Linked DNA regions of Gossypium hirsutum: region 1 is linked to region 2. A link is a contact called in public Hi-C data. All regions are on one chromosome and are shown on one strand. Each heading gives the region's core, a stretch centred on a gene start, on an enhancer-like site or on the middle of the called end of the contact. The rest is flanking DNA. Distances are from core to core; before and after follow the strand shown. Region 1 has its middle 9.4 kb from the start of LOC107896741. Region 2 holds the start of LOC107914433 (SAL1 phosphatase).

Region 1 (6,601 bases), core at 3,521-6,020, 82 kb after region 2:
AATTATCTATCTAATTTGATTGAAATATAAGATATACTCAACAACAATAAATACTCTATAAGAAACTATTCGAATGATCAAATCCCAAATGAAATTACTTAGCTCAAATATAGGTTTTGAATACTAAACCGGTTTAAAGGATTTAATGTTCTTTATGTTAGGATTTTGTGTCATTAATGTAACTATTTCGTCATTGGTTACTTGTAATTATTTTTTCAAACTCATTGAATAAATAAAATTTTCAAATGATTATTTAATATTTTTTTGTGTGGATATCTTCAATGAATTTTGCATGCAAAAGATAATAAATAGAAAATATTGACTCACTAATTACCTAAACTTTAACTAGTATTAAGTTGCATTACATGGATCGATTGTAATGCAAAAGACAATGTATATTAGTAGGCAGTCTAAATGGTTCATGGTCTATGGGGTCAGAATGAGCAAATAACTCATGTTAGAACTATTATGTCGTTTATAAATTCATTTAGGAATATGACTTGTCTTGACTACTGGAACTGAATTAACTCTAAAAAAAACATAGAAGTGGTTGTTTGAATTGACAATAAATTTGACAAGACCAAAATTATTATTCTTAGATTCGTTTATGGATTAATTTGTTGGTGACATTCATAGTTTGATTTTCCTAAATCTTAAATGAATGGTCATGTCTGCACGACTCATGTACGTTATTATTGAAAACATATGCTCTCAGGTAGTAACCAAAAAGCTAGTATGTTGGGTTTATGACTTGTGCATATGAGTTTATTTACAACAGTGGTATCATAACTCGATAAAGAAATTAAAAAATATTTAAATTTTATAAAAAATTAAAAATTAAAAATTTTAAAAGAAAATCATGTATCTAAAACTTAAAAGAAATTTAAAAAATTTTAAAAAATAAAGTGTTAAATCACTATTTGGAGTCTGAGCTTGACAACAACTCCTACATTGGGGTTTCAACTAAGCAATTGTAACCACAATGGGGCTTGAACTTTTTTTTATCCAAGTTAATTCATGGACTTGACAATTATTTTCATATTGAACCCTAAACTTAGCAATTGTTCTTATACTGGACTTGGGCTTTAGAGTCTTTAAAGAAATATTAAGGACTAACATGGACCATAAAAAAGTTTAGATCTCAATATCGGAATAGAGTTGTCCATGAACCAGTCTGGCCGGCTTGAAGGCCCGCTCGAAAAATAAGAGGGTTTTGGCAAGAATATAGGTCTAAAAATGGGCTTGGGCAAAAAATATGGCTCGTTCAGAAAATGGAATGGGCCTCGAGTAAGGTTTTTTTGGCCTAAGCCCGGCCCGAATTTGTACATAAAAATCTATTGTTTTACTATCATTTCACTATTATATTGTTATTATTTGGATACTATATAACTCTTGTTTTATTGTTAATTTTGCTACTATTTTAGAGGTATTTGTTTGTTAAGTTTCACTTATCTTAAATGTTATTTAAGTATAAAAATTACAATTTGTTGGGAAACATTTACTTTAATGTTTTTAATGTATTTGATGTATTATATTTTTTAAATTTTTATATAAATTATTTTTTTAAAAAATAACTAATTTAGGGTCAAGCCCAAATTTTAGAAATTTTATCTAGGTCGAGCTTGGGTAAAAATTTAAGCTTATTTTTCGGGTCGGGCCCGGGCCTAAAATTCTGTTAGAGCCTGTCCTAACCCTTGAACAACTCTATATAGGAATAATTGTCAAGTTAAAAAACAAACTCGAACAAAAAAATTCAAGCCCGATATCAAAATAGTTACCAAATTCAAACCCAAAAAATAATTTAACCTAAAAACAAACAACCCATAAAGTTTTTTTTCAACTTGTTCTCGCATGAGGAATATAAAAAGGGTAAACTACCAAAATAGTCACTTTTGTTTTTCTCGGGTTACATTTTAGACACTTATGTTTGAAATGTTATGTTTTAGTCACTTATATTTAAAATGTTACGTTTTAGTCACTTACGTTATCGTGTTGTCACATTTTAGTTATTGAGCATTAATTTCTATTAACGGTGTAACAGTAAATTGACGTGACACGTTAACTCATCATTTCAAACAAAAATTTTAGGTTAAATTATACAATTGATCCTTCAATTTTTTTCGTTTTGAGCAATTTAATTTTTTTCTTTTACGTTAAAAGAGATGGAGAATGAAGGAAAATAGAGGGAGCAGCAGAAGAGAATGGAAAATAAACAAAAAAAAAGGGAAAAGTTAAAAGAATATAAAAAAAAAAGTAAATTGCTCAAAACAAAAAAAAATATGGGGAACAATTATATAAATTAATCTAAATTTTTTGTTTGAAATGATAATTTAACGTGTTATGTCAGCTTATAGTTACACCATTAACGACAATTAACAATGACTAAAATGTTACAATACGTTAATATAAGTAACTAAAACGTAACATTTCAAAATAAATAACTAAAATGTAACTTGAGGAAAACAAAAGTGACTATTTTGATAGTTTACTCATAAAAATTCTATTAATTTCTAAAAAATTTCTAGTGAAATTTTTGGTCAAAAGTTTTAAAAAAAAACAATGGCCGGATTTTCTTTTAATTTTTGTATTTTTTCGATATATATTACTTACCGAAAATTAAGTGTGTATTTTTTAGAGTTAAAATATGTTATAAATTTTTGTATTTTTATAAACTTAAAATTTAGTTTTTATATTTTTATTTGTAGGATTTTAGTTCCTATTTTTTAGATTTCGAAACTTAAGTCCAATTATTATTAACATTGTTAAAAATATTTTGTTGAATTTAAGTTTATTACAATGCTATTTTTTAATTATATGGCTATTAAGTGCTTTTTTATTTAAATGTCACATTAACAAATTTAACAAAAAAATTAATAATATTAATAATTAAACTTAAATTTAGAAATTTGGGAAATAAAAATATTAAATTCTTAAAAATAAAAATAAAAAATTAAATTTCGAATTTGTGATGGTTACATGCGTATTTTAACCTTTTGTTAGTGTTCGTGTTCTCTATCTGTTTTGGTTGCTTCTGATGAGTTGGAACTAGAGGTGACCATGGGTCGGGCCGGGTCGAAACAAAAATTTTAGGCCTGTTTTCTAGGCCTGGGCCAGGCCCAGCCCGAAATATGGGCCTAAAAATTTATCCAAGCCTGGCCCGATAGAAAATTGCTAAGCCCGAGCTCTGCCCGGCCCAACCCATATTAAATATATATTTAATATATAATATATATTTGATTAAAAATAAAAAATATATATTTAATATAAAATTCAGGCCAGGCCCGGGACAAAAAAGTTTTACTTGAGGCCTGGCCCGTTTTCTAGATGGGCTTCATTTTTTTGCCCAAACCCATATTTCGGGACTATATTTTTACCCAAACCCTCCCATTTTTCGGGCGGGCCGTTGGCCGGGCCGGGTAGCCCAACCCATGATCACCTCTAGTTGGAACTACATTGGGAGGGAAAAGGGAACCGTATGGGTGAGAAACTTTTAGTCAAATTATGCTATTAGACCTCATACTTTGAGTAAGTTATAGATTTAGTACTTGCATTTTAATTTGGTCATTTTCAATCCTAACCAATTGATAAATATTAAATTCATTAAGTTAAGATAAGTTATTTTTAAAATTTGATGCGCCAAACATATTATCACATATGTAATGCTATGTCTGTTTGTTTATTTCATATATTACTAAAAAAACCAGTTAATAGATTTAATGACTCTCATTTGCATTAATACTAGAATTTTGGAATTCAAAAATATAGCCACTAAGAATGATCCAATTAGTGAACATGGACTGAATATATACTTTATGTGTAATAAAGGACTAATAACATAATTTAACTAAATAAATTTAACTGCTACCATTAGGTTAGAACTAAAATTTTAAATTTTGAAAAATATAAAAACTAAAATTGACCAAATTCAGGTGTTGGTACTAAATCCATAATTTATACAAATATTAGACCTAATGGTCGAAACTTTTTGTTTGGTTTCCCAAAAAAGTTGGCCCAAAAACACATCCCATTGAGTCTTTGTTTCTTCAAATAATCTTTAATTTTTAGTATTCCTTGGACAGGGTTGTGTGTCTTTTCTACGACTTAAAAACAATAAAACTTAGATGAAAAACTTAAAACTCTGCTTGATAAAAATTTAGGGTGAATTTATGGATCAAAAGGGAAAAAACCGATGGTGATGAATTTTTATTTTTATTTATATATTTTGAGAATCTTTTAGATTTGTATATATTTTGATATTTAAAATAATAATATATTTTATTTTTTTAGATTTTTTAAACTTTTATATATATTTAAAAAAATTATGATAATAGGAGTCATTATTTTCTGTCCAATCTCATAACCCTATTATAGGAAAAAAAAACTAAAATAGTAGGTGAAAAAAAATAAGTAGAAAAGAACATAAATATTAGGTTGGGGGAAGTATCAAATTTATAGACCAAATGAGTAATTAAGTTTAAAAATTATTTTGCAATTTGACTGGATGAATAGTGTATTTAATTAAGTTTCTTTTACCTAAAATTATAAATACAAAATAAAGTTTTCAAATTACGTGCATCAATTAGCAACTTAAAAAAAAGTATTTTTTTATTATTGTTTTAAAGAAATAATGATATTGACCAGCAGATTCTAATATTATACAGTGTCATTAAAATATCTAAAGTAGTGGGAAATTGAACAGTTGAAATGGCAGTCAAGATAGTGTTCAAAATCCGATATATATATATATAGGATTTCTTGTTTTCCTTTTTCTGGATAAGGATATAACTTCTTGGTTTTTTTAATCCATGCTCTCTCTATATAAAATAAAGAAGGCATAAGCCATTCCTTACCAAACACGTATCAATAAAATGTTTTTGTTTTTTCAATATATTATAATAATTAAATTTTAGTTTCTGTCCTTATATTACATTTAAATTTTATATTTAATTTATATTTTTTAATTTTTAGTGTAATTTTAAATTATATTTTTTATAATATCATTAGTTAATATAAATATTTATTTATTAATATAATATTAATGTGAATTTTTAAAATTACAAACATCATTAAATTTTTTTAAAATTTATATACAAGGTAAAATAAGGCTTAAAGGCCGTTTTTTCTAATTAGGGTTTTAGGCCGATTTTAAATTTAATTAGGGATATAAACCGATTTTGCTATTCAACTAACAGTCAAATCCCAACGATTTTTTGAATGTTGCCGCCAACGGTAAGAAAAAAATTTAAAACTCCTAACGGTAACCTTTTTTTACCCTATAAATATCCCTTAAATTTTTATTTTTCATTCACATTCTTCTCTCAACTCTCTCAATTCTTTCAAATTCTTTCAAATCCTCTCAAGTCTCTCAAGTATCTAGTTTCTAATAATTTTTTATATTTTTTTTAAAAAATTATTATTTTTAACTATCTCGTTTTTATTCTTTTAAATCGATTTCTCACGAATGGTCGCCTCCCTAATCTGCTTCGACGACAGCATATTTTCGTCATCCAATTTGTAATGGTAAGACCGGAATTTAATTTTTTTTAATTTCAATAATGCTAAATTTAATTTTTTATAATTATTTTTTTGTGTAAATAGGCGGATGATCGTATTCTGGAGTGGTTCATCCATAATATGGGAAAGCGTGTGATTCCTAAAATTCGTGGCCACTTGCAAGTGATTGGATTCTTATATGTGTCTCACATGTCTAGGGGCTGCAAACTCGATTTACAACTAATCAGCGAATTGATGGAAAGATGGGGCCCCGAAACACACACTTTCCACCTTCCCCGTAGTGAGTGTACAATCACATTGGAAGATGTAACGCTACAACTAGGTTTGCCAATGGATGGGCCAGTCATCATGAGATCTGAGATCGTTTCGAACAAAGTGACCTTTTGCCGATCATTATTGGGAAAGGTCCCGGACAAGTTTGAAGGTGGTCGGATATCGATGAACTGGTTGAAAGATAATTTTGATGAGCTCCTTGAAGACCCTTAAGACCAAACGGAGGAGGTGATACAAGAATACGTCCAAGCATACATCATGAGGTTAATTGGGGGCATTTAAATGCCCGACAAATCTCAAAATTTGGTGTACATAAGGTGGCTACTACATCTAGTGGACTTCAATGATTGCGGGAAACTAAATTAGGGATTTTTTGTATTGTCCTTGTTATATCGGGAGATGTGTCGGGCCACGAACCTGAGGTCGGTGTCGATTGGTGGTTGTCTGCTCCTGCTGCAGTCGTGGGCCTAGTGGCGACTACCGTTTCTACGTCCCAAGGTGACCAATCCATATATGTTCTCGTTGGTGATGTGGTAAACATAATTTATTAACAAATTCAAAATTTGTATAATGATTTGTATTATTATACGTTTCGAATAACATATCACTTATACAGGTGGAACCATGGGCCGAGCTATGTAGGACTGCCCGAGGTTCTAGAAGATATTAAGCTATTGTTAGATCGACGGTCGGAAGCTGAGGTTAGTTACCTATTCTTTTAACCCTATATTAATTATGTAATGATTCGTAAAACAAATTTCATAAATAACGATATTTAGAATTTTGCTTATCAGTTTGAATGGATGTCGTACGC
Region 2 (6,611 bases), core at 3,071-5,570:
GGCTTTAAGAACATCTTCTGAGGATAAACTAACACCGTATGATCCGTCACTAGTTAGAGATTCATTCACAAGTTTGGTAATTCGTTCTACTATTTCCCCACCACCATCCTTGCGAAGATCAATCGAATCCTAAACAAAATCCAAAACATCATTTAGAAGAAAGTAAAAAAAAAAAAGAAAAAAGGATGGTTTATGAATCTTCCTACGACTAAAGATCGGAATGGGAATGTAGCAGAAATGTTACCAATTCACCATCACTCTGTAGTTAGTATCCACTATAAAGGTGTAGTATTTTTGAAAACCAGTCACCTCCTCCATGAATGTATAAATCCATCCCACCTTAATACTTTCCCTCTTCAAAATACGTAAAAGATAAAACATTCTCCAAAGTTGTGAAAATATCTATTCTATTGTTTCCGAACATTCATGAAGGTTCGAAAATTATCAGACTTTTGTGTGTACCAGTCCATAAACACCTTTTAAGTAGAGACAGATAGGATAACCTCCAATTATCCTTCCTACTTGCAACCATTTTTCAGAAAAAGAAGAGATTTTTACCTCCTCGGCAACTAATGAGAATTCACCGGGAAATTCCTGCTGCAGCACAAAACTAACCAGTGCTTGTGAGCCTGATGAAAGTTTTAAAATTTAAAAACATATCTCAGTAAGATTTGCCAATCATGAAGGTTGGAAGATGCTGAGGTCAATAATATACAAAACTTAAGGACTACTATGCTGAGGTCAATAATATAATGTAATTAGTAATTACACTCGAGATGTGCTCAATTAATATAATTTTAAGTTAACCAAGTTGTTGAGAAGTCTTGTTTTACGATTCTAACTTGATTTCAAATATTTTCGAATTGAGTAGAGTGAAATGAAATTTGAGTCGAGTCGAGTCGAATCGAATCAAGTGAAATTATTCCAGTTAAATTAAAATTTTAAATATGTCAAATTAAAATCTTGATTGCAATATAATTAATTCCACGTTAGAGAACATAAATTTGAAACACTGTATATTTGAAAGCTCTTTCAAAGCAAAATAAAATAAAAATAAGATAGTTAGGTCCTCAAGATTATTATTTTAATTTTTTTAATTTTTAACTTTTTATATATTCTTTTGAATTTTTATATTTTTTAAATAATTTTTTAAAGCTTTTTATGAAATTTTGTAATTTTTATCAATATATTGAATTCTTTTGTAATTTTTGTTGAAGAGATCAATTTATTTATTTTCAAAATTGACAAAGATGAAAGAGATATTTACACCAATTTATTATTTGAGTTAATCGAATTATTTGAATTATTCGAGTTGTCAAATTCAACTTTATAATTTAACTCGACTTCGAACTCAAAAAACTAAATTAATTATTTGAATTAACTTTAAAAACTGAATAAAAGTTGGAAAAAATAATATTTTTTCCAAGTTGAACAATACATATAGCAGAGCCATAATATTCTTTCAACAATGAAAAATTCTACTTATTTCAGATTGGAAACTCTAAATATACTAGGAAAACAAATTAGGAAAGGCAGTCAACAATTAGACTGCAAATATTATGCTTAAAACGATAAAAATTATTGACAAGGGAGAAATAATTTTTTTTTCAACCAATCATACTTATATTAGTCTAATTGATAGACTGCAACTAAATCCACTCAATTTAATTATAAAACCTATCACTTTTATTTTACAAAATTTTATCCACAGTTTATCTAAAAAAATTAGTTGATAACTAAAGTAGTGAAAATTAGAATTATGTAATAAATATATTTATAAAAAAATTAATATAAAAGATAAGAAGTTTTGGTTGAAATAATAAAATTAAGTTTAATATGTGCGGATAGTTGTAGTATAAAATTTGAGATTTCGTCTATATATTTTAAAAATTTAAAAGTTTAATCATTTTACTTTTTCAATATAAAAATTTTAGTATAATTATTATCGTTATTGATAGTTGTTTTCAAAATTAATCAATTTAACATGTTTATTTTTTGTTAATCATTAGCCTAATCAAAATTTCAATTTGAACAATTTTGACAAAAAAAATATTTAAGATTGAACCGAGATTTTTAAATAAAAAAAGTAAGACTTAGTTTTTAACATTTTAAGTATAATGACTAAATCTCAAATTTTGTCTAAGTATAGTTAGTTAAATATTTGAAATTCATTGTATTACATATTAAATTTTACTATGATTAAGTTTTTATTAATTTTATATAGAAAAAATAAAAACACTATTGTAATAATATAACTTCCGTTGTGTATAAAAGGCTTAATTCATTATTTGGTTCTTGAAGTATACTAATTTTCTTACTTTGATACTTGATTTTTTTACCCAATTTGCTATTTAAAATATGCTCCCGTTATATTTTTTGTCCATTAAAAAAAATTGGTGACCAATCAAATAATGTCACGCGGTGTTCTTTTATTAAAAATATGATTTAATTCAAAATTTGGACCATGAAATATACCATTTTTTCACTTCAGAAGTTAATTTTTTATTATTATCAAATATGTATATTCTTTTATCAAATATTTGATTAGGTTATGTTGATAGAGTAAATTAAGAGAATAAGTTAGATGGAAACAATAATTTTTATAATTTCTTTCTATTTTTATAATATGTATACATTTTTTTCTGAATTTTTAATATATTTATTCCTATTTTTATAATTTATATATATTTGATAAAAATATATTTCTTTAACAAAAGAAAATGTATATTCAATAAATTTTTTTTACCGAAAATAAATATACTTTAAGGTCAAATTGTGAATTAAACCCTTTTTTAAGTTTTTTTTTTAATAAAGTTGTTAAAAAACCTATTGTCACGACACATTCAACTACTCAGAATATACCACGTGGCAATTAAGTTTATTTAAAATAAAAATATTGATCCATCATTGATTAGACATTAACTAACTACTGATCAATGTTGACTTGTATTGATCAACCATTAACCATTGTTGATCGATATTGACCGACAGTTGAGTGATTAGATGGCGCTGTTATAACATGCCACTACCTTCTTTTTATTTTTTAATATTATATATAATATATTGTTTAAAAGGTAAAAATATATATAATATCTAAATAATTCAAAAAAAATTAAATTTTTTTTATAAAATTCTAAAATATATAAATATAAATTTTTAAAAAATAAAAATATTATATGAAAGTTTTTTTTTGGTAGAAAAGAGACAACACTAGGCAATTATAATAACCAATTCATAAAATAAAAGGATCTAGACTCGATCTTCAACCAACAAATCTCTAATCGAAATTGACATAACTGCAAATAAACGAAAAATATATATCTAAATTTATAAAATCTCAAAACTTTATGTATATATATATTTGAATTTTGTCAATTTTTGGTAGGTAAATGTTTTCATTTTAAATAAACTTAATTGCCATATGATACATTTTCATTAGTTGGATATGTCATTTGACACATTTTGATTGGCATCATGTGTCAACTAGTTTTTTAACACCATTACAAAAAAATTTGAACCGGATAATAAAATGATAATTTAAATATTAATCTGGGACAAAATAAAAACAATTTAAGTCCAAATTTAACATAAAGCTTTAAGAAAATATCGGATGTATGCTTTAGGTAACATTGAAAAAAAACTTTAAATACTAAATTAGAAAAGAATTAGATATAAGAAAATGAGTATATTTGAAAGCAAAATTGTGAATTAAGCCACATAATTTCAACTTGTGGGTCTTAATCATATGCTTAAAAGGGAATTGAAACACGTTCTGAATCCAGAATGTATATTTAAATAAGAAACAAAAAGATTAAGGCAAAAGAAAAGAGCAAGTCAACGAGAGGCGCAAAGAAAGTTAAGGAAACGTACCATAATCAGCTACTGTTACGGGACTTTTATTCCTACCATGTTTTGATCGAACATCTGATTGAAGCAACGCCTTTTGAACTTTCTGAAACCCACACAAACCCTAATTCAGTTTCCATAGAAAAATATTGAACATCCAAAACAGAAAATGCAGAGAAAATGGGGGTTTTTGTTTTTGTTTTTGGTTTTTGGTGAGAAGGGAAATTACCCGACAGAGACGAGCAGCGAGAGAGGCAGCTTTGATGGCGGCAGCCAGCTCTTTATCATAAGCCATTGCAAAAGCCTCAGAAGGAGGAAGGGGCAAGTACTTGAGATGAAGAAGAAGAGAGAGGGTTGCGACTAATAAAAGACAAATTTTAAAGTACGAAACTTCGCGCTATCAGCCGATTGAGTATTGAAATTTCCAGCAACTTTCAGTTTCACTTTCTCGTTCTGAATAATGATTAATTTATATCCGACCAAAGATATTTATTGTGAAATACTGAAAATTCATTGGCAGCTGATGTGTGGTGCTTCCTCAATCATCACCTAATTGTTTGTTTAATTAAGTTTAATCATTAGTCAATAATTTATGAGTTTTATTTTTGTAAATTTCAGCTTCTAAGAACATACCATGCCTTTGCAAAAATTGTTAAAAATGTTATATGTAGAATGTGATTAATGTGTTATAACAGTCAAATTTTGATACAAAATTCAATAAATTAAAATTTATCATATCAAATTATTAAAAATAAAAAAATTAGATGTGAAAGTGTCCTTAAATCTATTCTATCGATATTAAAAATTGACAACTCTCTCTTTTGCAAAGATGGATTACAAAAAAGTTACACGTCCAATTTGGGTACCATCACCACCAAAACGTTCCCCACTTTGCCCTCTCCCACTTTCTCCCTCCGTTCCTTCCATATTTCTCTCTTCCAATTTTTCTGTCATCTTTTTCTGCTTTCTTTTTCTTTCTCTCAATAGAGTTTTTCTTTTCCTCTCTTCCGTTTCTTTTTCTTGATCTATAAAAATTCCACCGATTGTTGGAAAGACCAAGAGAGGAAAATTAAATCAAAATTAAATCACAAGTATAGGCAAAAGCGCAAGGTGAACTAAATGGTGGAACTTTATGATTGCCATGATTTCTGTAGTTTTGATGTTAACATTTTGCTGTGCAGATAACAACAGATGAACATGTTGCCGAGATTAAACACTTGAAAGAGGAAAATGAACAGTTAAAGGCTGAGAATAGAAGGTTAAAACAGAAAATACTGCTCCCCCGTGGGCAACTTGAGCATCAATGTTTTTCAGCCCAGGTAACCAAGTGTTTGGTTATTTTGAGGTTTCCCTCTTTTCATGCTCCATCAATATTCAGATATGATGACCTAATTAATTTCCAGGAAGGGTTTCTATTTTGCATTTTTGGGTTTGCTTCTTTTGCTGGGTATTTTTTTTTTGTCTTGGTTCTGGTTTTAATGCCCTTTGGCTTGCTTAAAAACTCCGTTTGGTGTCTGCTAACTTAAACTTACTATCATTTTGGATTCACATGATCTTCGTTTTAGTTTAGTGTATGGTATGGCGTCGAATTATGTAATTTTAGCTTAAGCTGTTAATGCTTTAATGGGCCTTGTGTGCTTAAAACAGTAATTTGTTTGCTGTAATTTATTGATTCTAAACTCTGTTGATTTTTCTAAGGTTTGATATGTATAATTTTTTTTACTATATGTTTCATTTATACCATTGATTGCATCTATAGAATTTATGTTTCATAGTATACATGTTTCCTGGTGTTGGAATCTTGGGTGTTCATTTATACCATTGATTGCATCTGATTTTTTTTTTTTAATTTCCACTGGTTCAGTTAATTTCTTGTAAGAATGGCTGCAGCCAAAATGCAGAGAACAAAATATTAAAACAAGGGTATTTAGTTGCTTTTATTTTACCACTACATCTACTTAATTTCATAATATCTAACCAAGGGCCTTTAGTTACTTTTATTTTAGTTTGTGCAGTCCATAGGTCTGAAGTAGAGTTTTAACTTCATTTTTCCAAGGTATTTAGTTACTATCCTTATCGAAAAGGGGTGCGGCTTGTGGAGTTTCTACATAATGTGCTTAATCTAAAGACCCTTATTCTAGATCTGGTATGAAGAATTCTCTAAGTGCTCTTATTCATTTATCGATAATTACATCAAAACTTGAAGCATACAAACCAACTAACATCTCTTTTTAATTTTGTGTGGGAGTTTAGGCTGATGGTGAAGAAGTATTGAGGTCACTACTTATACTTTCTTGTTTATCATTTCATATCAAGGAGACCAAAATTTCTGGAGTTGATGAAAGCAAATATGCGTTTGAAATGATTAGTTATTTCTTGAACTATGCAATGGTTCTAGAGAAGCACATATTAAGAATGATTAACCTGCTTGAAAAAGATGAATTGTGTATCTTGAAAAAACTATTGAGGTTACCAACGAATTCAAAGAAATGTGAAGTTGTCGTACACTAGTATTTCTTATGTTATGGTTGGAACTATTCACTATCTCTATAAGTTTGGTTTTGTGTAGCACTTTTGAGAAATTAAATGCCATATGGTGTTGTGGTTAGAAATGTTCATTGTTTGCTATATGTGTATTTGGTTTATGTAACAGGTTAGAACAGTTTGTTGAATGTAGTGGGTTTGATTTTGAGTAGCCCTTTTTGTTGGGTTCAGATAGAAGCAGCTGCTTCGCATGATAATAGAATCATTATTTTGTGGTTTTG

Evidence for each region. Hi-C and Micro-C count contacts between places; a contact is called where the count stands out from the background.
Region 1: a Hi-C map of leaf shows a contact between it and region 2, with 2.6 times the contacts expected there. The contact joins the enhancer-like site here to the promoter of LOC107914433 in region 2. A contact is called at or near these places in 10 of 34 Hi-C or Micro-C datasets (anther, fibers, hypocotyl and 2 more).

What each region holds. Positions count from the first base shown.
Region 1 is chrD10:17,143,606-17,150,206 of Gossypium_hirsutum_v2.1, forward strand. No RefSeq gene overlaps it. Among protein-coding and RNA genes, the nearest start is that of LOC107896741, 9.4 kb to the right of the region's middle. Within about 2 kb of position 4,771, at least 3 of the 9 cell types and tissues checked have an H3K27ac peak or open chromatin away from gene starts, as enhancers often do. A contact at or near this core is called in hypocotyl and leaf, where this site is marked.
Region 2 is chrD10:17,062,414-17,069,024 of Gossypium_hirsutum_v2.1, forward strand. LOC107914433 (SAL1 phosphatase) reads right to left here and starts at 4,321. Exons shown (of 8, transcript XM_041102123.1): 1 at 4,076-4,321; 2 at 3,871-3,952; 3 at 559-629; 4 at 1-129. The coding sequence starts at 4,141. LOC121222041 reads left to right here and starts at 4,676. Exons shown (of 9, transcript XM_041101925.1): 1 at 4,676-4,708; 2 at 4,834-4,956; 3 at 5,028-5,165; 4 at 5,903-5,992; 5 at 6,100-6,122. The coding sequence starts at 4,676.